2 separate regions of the Bos taurus genome follow, and region 2 is linked to region 1. Evidence: chromatin contacts called from public Hi-C data. All regions are on one chromosome and are shown on one strand. Each heading gives the region's core, a stretch centred on a gene start, on an enhancer-like site or on the middle of the called end of the contact. The rest is flanking DNA. Distances are from core to core; before and after follow the strand shown.

Region 1 (4,766 bases), core at 1,127-3,626:
CACATCCATATATGACTACTGGAAAAACCAGTAGCTTTGACTAGACAGACATTTGTTGGCAAAGTAATGTCTCTGCTTTTTAATATGCTGTCTAGGTTGGTCATAGAGCTTGCTAAGAGAAGAAAATGTACGCTAATATCTTTGTAGAAAATGTCAGAAAGTAGCTTTGTGGCTTGAAGGTGGGGAAACACTTCTTAAACAAAATCAATACAGAGAAAATTTGACAGATTTTATTACATTAAAATTAATTTTTCCAGTCCATGAAGGGCAAGATGGACAAGTTAGCAGATAAATGACATATTGGGAGAAGATATTTGCAAGACCTAAGACCAAATGGGAACTTACATCTTGAAATATAAGAACCTCCTGCAAATCCTTTAAAAAAGACAAAAATTCTCAATTTGAAAAATGGGCAAAAGGAATAAGCAGGGGATTCACGGAATGGGAAATCCTAAATGGCTGGTGAGCGTATATGAAGAGAAGCTCAAATTCATCAATAATGAGAGAAATGCAAATTAAAGCAATAATGAGAAACCACTCCTCACCTATTACACTGGCAAAATCAAAAAGGATATAAATGCCAGGTACTATATATAGGATGGAGAAGTTCAGGTACCCTTGGGCATTCCAGGTGGGAGTGTAGACCAGTATAGCGATTCTCAGAAGTAATCCAGCACTCTGATGATACGAGTTATACACACATAATATAAACCCTACTCTTGGATATTACCCACCCCCCCCCCGAAAAAAAATTCCCTCCCAGAGGTCCACAGAACCATGGATGAGGATGTTTCAACCTGTGCTACTTGCATTAGTGGGGAACTGGAGTCCACCCCAGTGTCCCTCGGGGCCAGCTCGAGTAGCAAAACCTGGGGTCAGTACACTAATGAACACGATAGAGCTGTTACAAGCAACCAAGTGGATCAGGGGCCCCCACACACTGTGCCCTTCATGGCATCCCTCAGAATCTCAGTTTTGCCATGTGCTTCTTGGCTAAAAGAACAGGTTAAGGGTTCTGTTTAGTAAGTATCAATAGTTAGACCCAAACGGCTTTATGTGTACTTGTGCCCTAAGAACTTAAAAGCTCTTTGAAGAAATTAGTGCACATAAATAGGGAGAGAAAATAATTTCATTTCCTTCTTAACTAAGCATAACTACTCACTAAGGGGATGTGTGTGCCCATTGAGTGTTGCACAACTCTTCAAAGATTAGAATCAGACTGAAAACCGCTGCCCTTATTTTTTCACTTTAATTTTCCTGCAGTACTTGTTTATCACCATGACTGCTTAATCACCGCAATTTGCTGATCACTATGACATAGGGTTGCAAAGATATGATCTTTGCAAATCCAGTGTTAGAACCGTTGACTGCCCAGTAGCCAACAGTCAACTACTTACCAGTGCCCTTAGAGACTGACAAAGGTTGAGATGAGTATCCCTGTCTTTCCCTCCAAAAGTAAAAATACCCCGCTGCACCCCTGTGGGTTCCCTGCACCTTCCCAGAGCACCTGGGTGCAGTTTGGGAACCAGAAAATACATATAACTATGAGTAAACTGTAAAAACCCGGAGAAGGCAATGGCAACCCACTCCAGTACTCGCCTGGAAAATCCCATGGACGGAGGAGCCTGGTAGGCTGCAGTCCATGGGGTCGCTAAGAGTCGGGCACGACTGAGCGACTTCACTTTCACTTTTCACTTTCATGCATTGGAGAAGGAAATAGCAACCCACTCCAGTGTTCTTGCCTGGAGAGTCCCAGGGACAGAGGAGCCTAGTGGGCTGCCGTCTATGGGGTCGCACAGAGTCGGACACGACTGAAGCGACTTAGCAGCAGCAGCAACAAACTGTAAAAAACAGTGCTGAATTTTTAAAAGTACTTCAAAACTAACGCCTAGGGAATTTCCTGGAGGTCTAGGGATTGGGACTCGCTTTCACTGCCGACATCGCTGATTCAGTTCCTGGGTCCATTTCCCTGTGCCCCCTAACTCAGCACCATGAGTGGACAGCTGCTCCAGTACCTGAGAGAGACGAACTTGGAGGTCCCAGGCTCCGGGCTCTCAGAGAGACAGGTAGCAACAAGCCGGCCTAAGGATGAATCCTCTGGTCCAGGCGTCCTCCAAGGGAAGGCAGGCCGCGATAAGGCCGGGTCTGCGCAGGGAGCACATTTGGATGGGAAGCGGGGCGAGGTGGGATTGGTCGGTCGCCCCGGTGCTAAAAGCAGGCTGATGCCGAGCTGCGGCGCGTCCCCACCTCGTTCACCCGCAGGTGGCGCCAGAGCGCAAGGCGGCGGGGGCCCCGGGTCCGGGAGATGGGCCGGGCGGGGCGAGGGGCGGGCCCGGCGTGTCTGCGCGTTGGAGCGCGGCGACAGTCCGGCCGCGGGAAGGACTGACGGAACCGCGCGCCGCCGGATCCTCCGCGGCCATGGCCGAGCGCGCCGCTCGCCACTGCTGCCTGGGCTGGGACTTCAGCACGCAGCAGGTATCGGCGCGGGCCCCGGGACGGGCTGGTTGGGGCCGCTTCCTCCGCGACCCCGGGCGGGCTGGCGGGGACCCCGGCGCCCGAACCCTGGGCCGCGCTGCGAGCGCTTCTCTCTTGGGCTTCCCCGGGGACCCGGCACCTCCGCCAGGCCTGTACCCCGGCTCTCCCAGAAAGGGGGCCCTCCACCCCAACTCCTTCAAGGGATCCGCGGGCACGCGGCGGGGAAATGCCCGGGGAACCCAAAAGGCTGGCCTGCCGTCTTGAGCACAGGTTCCCAGGGACCCGAAGGAACTCAGCAGCTTTAAACAGAGGGCCAGACAGACGGGGAGACACGCAGGCGGAGCCAGTGACCGGGAACCAGATCCCGCTTGAAGCTTTTTTTTTTTTTTTTTAAGAAATGGGCACGTTGTACACCTGAACTTTGTTCCGCCTGTGACAGCCCTTGGATGGCACCAGCGTGCCCAGGTCAACGTGCCCGACTGTGCTGCTCCCCGAGTCAGGCACGCAGGCAAGCAGAGTCAAGATTTGCTTTCCAGTTTGGGGTATCAAGGGGCTCCTTCTCCTTAACTTAGGACATGGTCGCGGTTAAAGACAAACGCCTCTCCACAGATGGGTCAGGGGAGCAAGGCTGTGGTCTATCCCTGACCAGAAGCTCCTGGGGGGACCTTGGATAAGTCAGGTTGTCTTTTTAGGCCTCTTTCCCCATCTGTCCAGTAAAGGAGTTGTACTCTTGAGTTTGGAATCTGCTCTATTGGGACATGTATCTCTGGTCCTTGATCATGGCCTTTGGGAACAAACCGGGGACCTTGCCTGGTCTCTTAGATCCCTGCAGGCGTGGACACCCCAGAGACATCTCCAAACCCTGCCTCCCATTCCTTCTCCTCTAGGACTTGCTCAGACCTTCTTGCCTGGCACAGGAACCAGCTCATCTATGAACATCTACTTCTAGAGGATTTTGGCTTTGGCTGTTTGGGAGGGCAGAAATTCCCTGAGTGTTTCGGGGTGTTTCTGTTTAGCCTCCACTTCTTCATTTTACTAAGTCTTTGGATATGTCGTCAGATGAGGCCTCTTACCCGGATAATTGCCATGATGCACCCCAGCCTCAAGGAGTTCTCCAGGCTGAACCACTTCTAGAGGGCTGGGCTTCACCTGGTGATGTTCATATCCTTGGACCAGTCTAGTATAGAAGCTGAGGAAAAGTCTATCCATTATTTTTAATATTTTACCTTCCAGGTAAAAGTTGTTGCTGTTGATGCAGAGCTGAGTGTCTTCTATGAAGACAGTGTGCATTTTGACAGAGACCTTGTAGAATTTGGGTATGTACCTAGAGTGCCTGTGTGTGTGTAGGGGGGTGGTTTTGGGGTCCACCCTAAACCCTTTATTTTGGCCCCACTGCATGCCACTTGTGGGATGGTTGTTCCTTGACCAGGGATCGAACCTGTGCTCGTTGCAGTGCAAGCATGGATTCTAACCACTGGACTGCCAAGGAATTCCAACTTTTTATATTTATAAACCACACTATTCTGGTTTCCTCAAATTGCAAGAAGGGCGATCTTGACACATCACTCAACATCTTTATTTTGTGCCTGGAACGCACTCTCCTGCATTCCTTCTGAATTCTGCACGTGGCTTCGTATATGTAGTAGGTATCAGTTGAGACGCACTTTGTATCAAGCACTGTGCTGCATGCTGGGATTTGATGGTGAAGCAAAGAGTCATGGTTGTTGTTCTCTCAGTTCTTCACATTTAGTGGGGAAGATTGATATTAGGCAAAGACTGATTGATTAAAAAAAAAGAATTTTTTATTATAAACTCAGAGAAGGCCATTGACGGAAAGGAACTCACTTCTTTAAGTACTTATTGTAAAGAAGTGTGATCTAAATTTGGAAGAGTAGGTTAGAGAATGTTTCTAAGGAGGCAGTGCTTAAGCCAGGATCTGGATGAGTGGGGTTAGCCAGGTGATAGATGGTAGAGAGCTTTCCAGGCAGAAAGAATAGCATGTGCAAAGGCCCTGTGGCAAGGAGCACTGCTCGTTCATGGAACTGAAGAAGGCTGAGTGACTAGGGAGCAGAGAGGCTGGGTTGGGCCATATATGCCATGGAATGGAGTTTGTCTTTATCTTAAAAACTATGGTCATCCACTGTAGGGCTGTAGGGATTGGGGGAGGGGACAGTGTGAGATGGTTGTTTTTGTTTTTTAAAAAGATCTCTCTGGCTGCAGTGGGAAAGCAGATAGGATGTGGCCAAAGTACATGTTGGGAAACCACTGAGGAGGTTTTCCAAAGATCATCC
Region 2 (4,592 bases), core at 614-3,113, 70 kb after region 1:
CACGCATGACCACTTTCACAAGCGATTAGGAAATGGGGATCAGAACCGTGACGTCCGATTTCACCCTGCTCCGGTTAGCACGTCGCAGGGCTCGGGGTGGCTCAGTGGGTCTGGAGTCTCTTGGGCACGTACAGAGTACATCCACGTGGGAGAACAGTGTGACCGTGACCTGTGAGTTGGAGATGCTCATCCCTGTGTCCCCCTTCTCTGACCTCTAACCCGTGGTGTATCCCCCTAGAGGAACACCCGCTCATGAGAAAACGCACAGGGGACCCCAGGGGGGCCCATGGCGGCAGGGCTCACGGCAGCAAGCATTGTCAGGGACCCTCGAGGTCCAACAGGAGGGTGGGCCCTGAGGTGGTGGTCTGACTGTACAGTGAGCTGTTCGCTAACACCGAGAGTAGCGGTGTCAAGAGCAGGTGAAGAGCGTGTGTACTCCACAGCGAGGCAGCCTTGGGCTCAAAACCTGGTTTTGACACTTAATAAACATCTTGGGTAGAGTTATTCTCTTATGTGGGAGAAGTTCAGAGATGGGTGTAGTCCAGTTTGGGATTCTTTCCTGCCTCTTGTATGTGTGTGTCATTGCACAGTGCGTGCACACGTGTGTGTGTGCTCCAGCCCTCCTCCTCACCTCCATTTAGGTTCCCTTTATCCCGCACACACCAGCCATCCTACTCTGGTCGTGGGGAAGATGGTGAAGAGCATCCTGTGTGGACCGGGGGAGGCGGAGTCACAAACTCAGATCCGGGTATTGCCGCTGGGCGCCCCCACCTTCAGGACCCTCCTTGGCTGCTCTGGAGGAGCCTGCGGTGACAGCGGGTGCTCGGCTAAGGGCAGGTCCCTCCTCGGGGCAGGGTGAGGGGAGCCCAGAGCACAGCCTCCAGGGAAGGGAGCCTGACCCCTGTGTGCGCTTGTGTGGCGGGGTGGGGGCTGCCTCTCTTCTCTGCGCAGACCTGGAGGCTGGACAATGTGGGAGAAAGCTGGGCTTGCCTCACTTGGCCGCCTCTCTGGCTTGGTGGCTCCTGCAGGGAGCGGGGGTGGTGACCTGGTGCCTGAGGTGGGTGGGTGGTGGCTGGCATCCCATTCTCACCACTCCACAGTGTAGGGGGACTGCGCCCACAGGGAGGCGGGGCTGTTCAGGGAGCCCCGGGAACCAAGGGCAGAGTGCAGTGGCTGGCTGGCTGCTGGGGTCTGTGGTACCTCTGAGAGCTGTTGGCTGAGCTGAATGTTCCCTAGACCCAGAGCTCGGGGGACCCCAGGGGAGGCGTGGCTGCTCCGGCTGCACCCCCTCCCCCAAAGGTCTGCCTCAGGTCTCCAGCACTCTCTGTCTCCCCATTAGATTTCCCCCTTGTCTCCCCAAGTGCAAGTTGGGTACATCCAAGGCCAGCTGGCCTGGGAAACAGACCTTGCGTGTCAGAGCCCATCTATTCAGGTCCATCCTGCTTTCAGATCGTGGGTTCCGAGTGGAATATGCGTGTGGTTCTGTGTGTCCAGGATTGGGGTTTCCGTGTCTCGCCTGGACTGGGGGCTTGGGGAGCACCAGGGGTGTCTTCCCACCGAGGTTTAGACTCCTTGGAACATAAGGACCACCTCTTGGGGACACTGCTGCTTGTATACCTGTTTCCTTGAGAGGCTAGTGCTCAGGTCGGCTGGTGCTCGGGGTAGAATGAACCCCTTACCCTCATGTCTTCGGGGGAGGTGCCCCTCTGGGCTCTGAGGCAGCAAGTGCGGGCACAGCTTCTTCTCCTGCTGGGATGGGTGAATGGGCGGGGGTTGGGGGAGCCTCCTGTGTAGGGGGCCCCGGCTCTATGAGCGTGGGCAGGAGCCCTGTGTCTATTAAAAGGCGGAGGCGGCCTTGTGGTTGGAGTGTTGCCAGAGGCTATAAATAGCTGAGTGTGTGCAGGAGTGCCAGGGAGGAGGGAGGAGGGGGATTCCTCTCCAGCTGGCAGCAGAGTCTGGGAGTGGGGGGGCATGCAGCCTCCCGGTCTCCCCGAGTCCCCCTGGGGGACAAAGCTCTTGCAGGTGTGGGTGTGCACACCCCCAGCCTGACGGGGCGGGGGGCTTGTGCTGTGATGAAATGGCGTTGGCAGTGGGGAGGGGTCTGACTTTGATATAACAGTGATGGTGCCAGGCATCTTTCTCACTTAAAATGCAATAACTCAAGTCATTCTTGGGACAGCCAAGGAAGTGGGTTCGTTAGCATCCCCTTTACCCGAGTGGGGAAACACAGGCACGAGGTGGTTGGGGCACTTGCCAGGAGGTGTCCAAACCAGGACCTGAATGGGGTCGAGGCCCCTTTTTTTCAGTTGGTGTGTGGGGTTCGCCGGGTGGCGCTAGTGGTAAGGGACAGCCTGCCCGTGCGGGAGGCGCTGGAGACATGGGTTCCATCCCTGGGTCAGGAAGATCCCCTGGAGGAGGGCACGGCAACCCACTCCAGTATTCTTGCCTGGAGAATCCCATGGACAGAGGAGCCTGGCGGGCTGCAGTGCATGGGGTCACAAAGAGTCAGACACGACTGAGCGACTTAGCATGCATGCACGTGTAGGAGGATCTTGTCAGGTGTGGGTCCATGGTCATCCTGAGCCCTGGGTCTTAACTGGAGCCTTGAGATTTGGAGTTCCCAGCCCTGTCCGCATGGGTCCTGCTCACAGTAGTGGCCAGAGGGGTCCCTGCTTGGTCAGTAGCCTGGAGAGAAGAGCTGGGCCAAGCTTGGGACACTCCTGCTGTGTGCTGACTTCTCTCTTTCGGCGGGCTCCCAGCTTTATACGGGGCGCGGAGGCTTGTTGTCTGAGCGCAGATGGACCTTAGGGCTTGGGCTGCAGGCTGAGGCCATCCCTCGTTTTCCCCTCCCTTGACAATCCAGCTCCAGCCAGGAGAGAACTATGTCCTTCTGTCTGATTATTGGTCCATCCTTCTTTCGGTGCCTCTGCCCATCTTTCCAGCCTGTGTCTGGACCTGGTTCTAGCACTCAAGACAGTTAAGGTTTCTGCTGTCAAAGCATCAGCTTTGCAGTCCTGTGGGGGAAGCCCACAGGATTAGGAAGCAATCATCAAGCACATTTGTAATGTTTTGTTTCTTATATGAGTGTTTATTATGTTATTGTCTCTGGGGGGATTATCTTTGGTTGCATTATTTTTATACTTTTTGAATGTCTGGAAAAACCCTTTAAACAGCAATAGGCAATTAGTCACAGGGGATAAATGAGGTGATGGAGGAAGTGCAAAGGCCTGTGGAAGTGGAGAGTAATTGGCCTGGCCTCCAGGGAGAGAGAAGAGCCAACATTTAAAGGAGAAAGTGGGGAACGTCTTGCAGCCAGAGGTAGTAACTTGTGTGAAGCCTGGAAGCCGAGCATATTCAAGAGCCTGGCAATGTTGTGTGCTGCAGTCGGGGGAAGGAGGGTGGGGTTGTGCCCAGCACCTGTCTGTAGCCCAGCTTGGGGGTCCGGCCCACAGGTCACCAGAGGACCCCCACTAGATTTGCTGCCATGGATGCAGTGGGTCCTGTGTGCCCTCTGGATTGGGGGCTTTGCAGAGTATGCAGCTGCCAATGCTGCTGCAGGTCGGCGGGGGGAGGGGGAGGTGTGGGCATCGTTGGCACCAGCATGGGCCCTGCCACAGTGTTTCCATCCCATTCCCTCAGCCCCACCTCTCGCTAGCAGAGCTGCTGAGACAAGACAGAGCCATGGGCAGGAAGCTGCGCTCCTAGTTTCTCCAAAGTGGTCCCCGAGTTTTGCACGAAAACCACCTGGGACAAAGGGGGTGGTTAAAACACAGATCCTGCCCCCACTCCAGTTGGCAGGGTCTGGGCTGGGCCCAGGAATAGGCATGTCTAGCATCACCCTCCCGCCCCACTCCAGCACACACGGTGATTCTGACATGCCTGCGGTCGCAGGGAGGCACCCGGAGCTCCGGGTGTTGGCCGAGCCCCTCCCTGTGCACTGGCTGCCAGTCTGTGCCCGCCCCTCCTCCAGCCCAGGGGCCTGGGGCGGTTCAGCAGCAGCTGCCTCCTGGGCACAGGTTCGGGGCGCGGGGAGGCCGAGACACGGGAGTGCATCTACTACAACGCCAACTGGGAGCTGGAGCGCACCAACCAGAGCGGCCTGGAGCGCTGCGAGGGCGAGCGGGACAAGCGGCTGCACTGCTACGCCTCCTGGCGCAACAGCTCGGGCACCATCGAGCTCGTCAAGAAAGGCTGCTGGCTGGACGACTTCAACTGCTACGACAGGTGCCGGCACCCCCGAGGCCGGGAGTCTGGAGTCCACACGGGCTGTCGCCGGGTCCCAGCCCTCCCGGGTTTTGAGGTCCCCAGTGATGCTGGAAGGGTTGTCCCCGCCTTGGATCTGCGTCCCGCTTCTGGGGAGCCCGACCCCCACGGTTCCCCATAGGATCTCTGTCTGTGGGGAGGGCTTTGGCTGGGCCGCCCTGGGAGTCTGTTCCTCAGCCGAGCTGTGGATGGGAAACTGTGCCTCCAGGCAGGAGTGCGTGGCCACCGAGGAGAACCCCCAGGTGTACTTCTGCTGCTGCGAAGGCAACTTCTGCAACGAGCGCTTCACCCACCTGCCCGAGGCGGGCGGCCCAGAAGGTGAGGGCGTG

The links. A called contact is a pair of places that touch in the nucleus more often than the background predicts.
Region 2: a contact with region 1 is called in a Hi-C map of skeletal muscle, with 4 times the contacts expected there. The contact joins the enhancer-like site here to the promoter of XYLB in region 1. A contact is called at or near these places in 3 of 11 Hi-C or Micro-C datasets (blastocyst, skeletal muscle and an unstated tissue).

Annotation. Positions count from the first base shown.
Region 1 is chr22:11,774,632-11,779,397 of ARS-UCD2.0, forward strand. XYLB (xylulokinase) reads left to right here and starts at 2,377. Exons shown (of 18, transcript NM_001034483.1): 1 at 2,377-2,475; 2 at 3,709-3,791. The coding sequence starts at 2,419.
Region 2 is chr22:11,845,153-11,849,744 of ARS-UCD2.0, forward strand. ACVR2B (activin A receptor type 2B) reads left to right here. Exons shown (of 11, transcript NM_174495.2): 2 at 4,017-4,224; 3 at 4,472-4,581. Among named protein-coding and RNA genes, the nearest start is that of EXOG, 21 kb to the right of the region's middle. Within about 2 kb of position 1,864, at least 4 of the 102 cell types and tissues checked have an H3K27ac peak or open chromatin away from gene starts, as enhancers often do. A contact at or near this core is called in skeletal muscle, where this site is marked.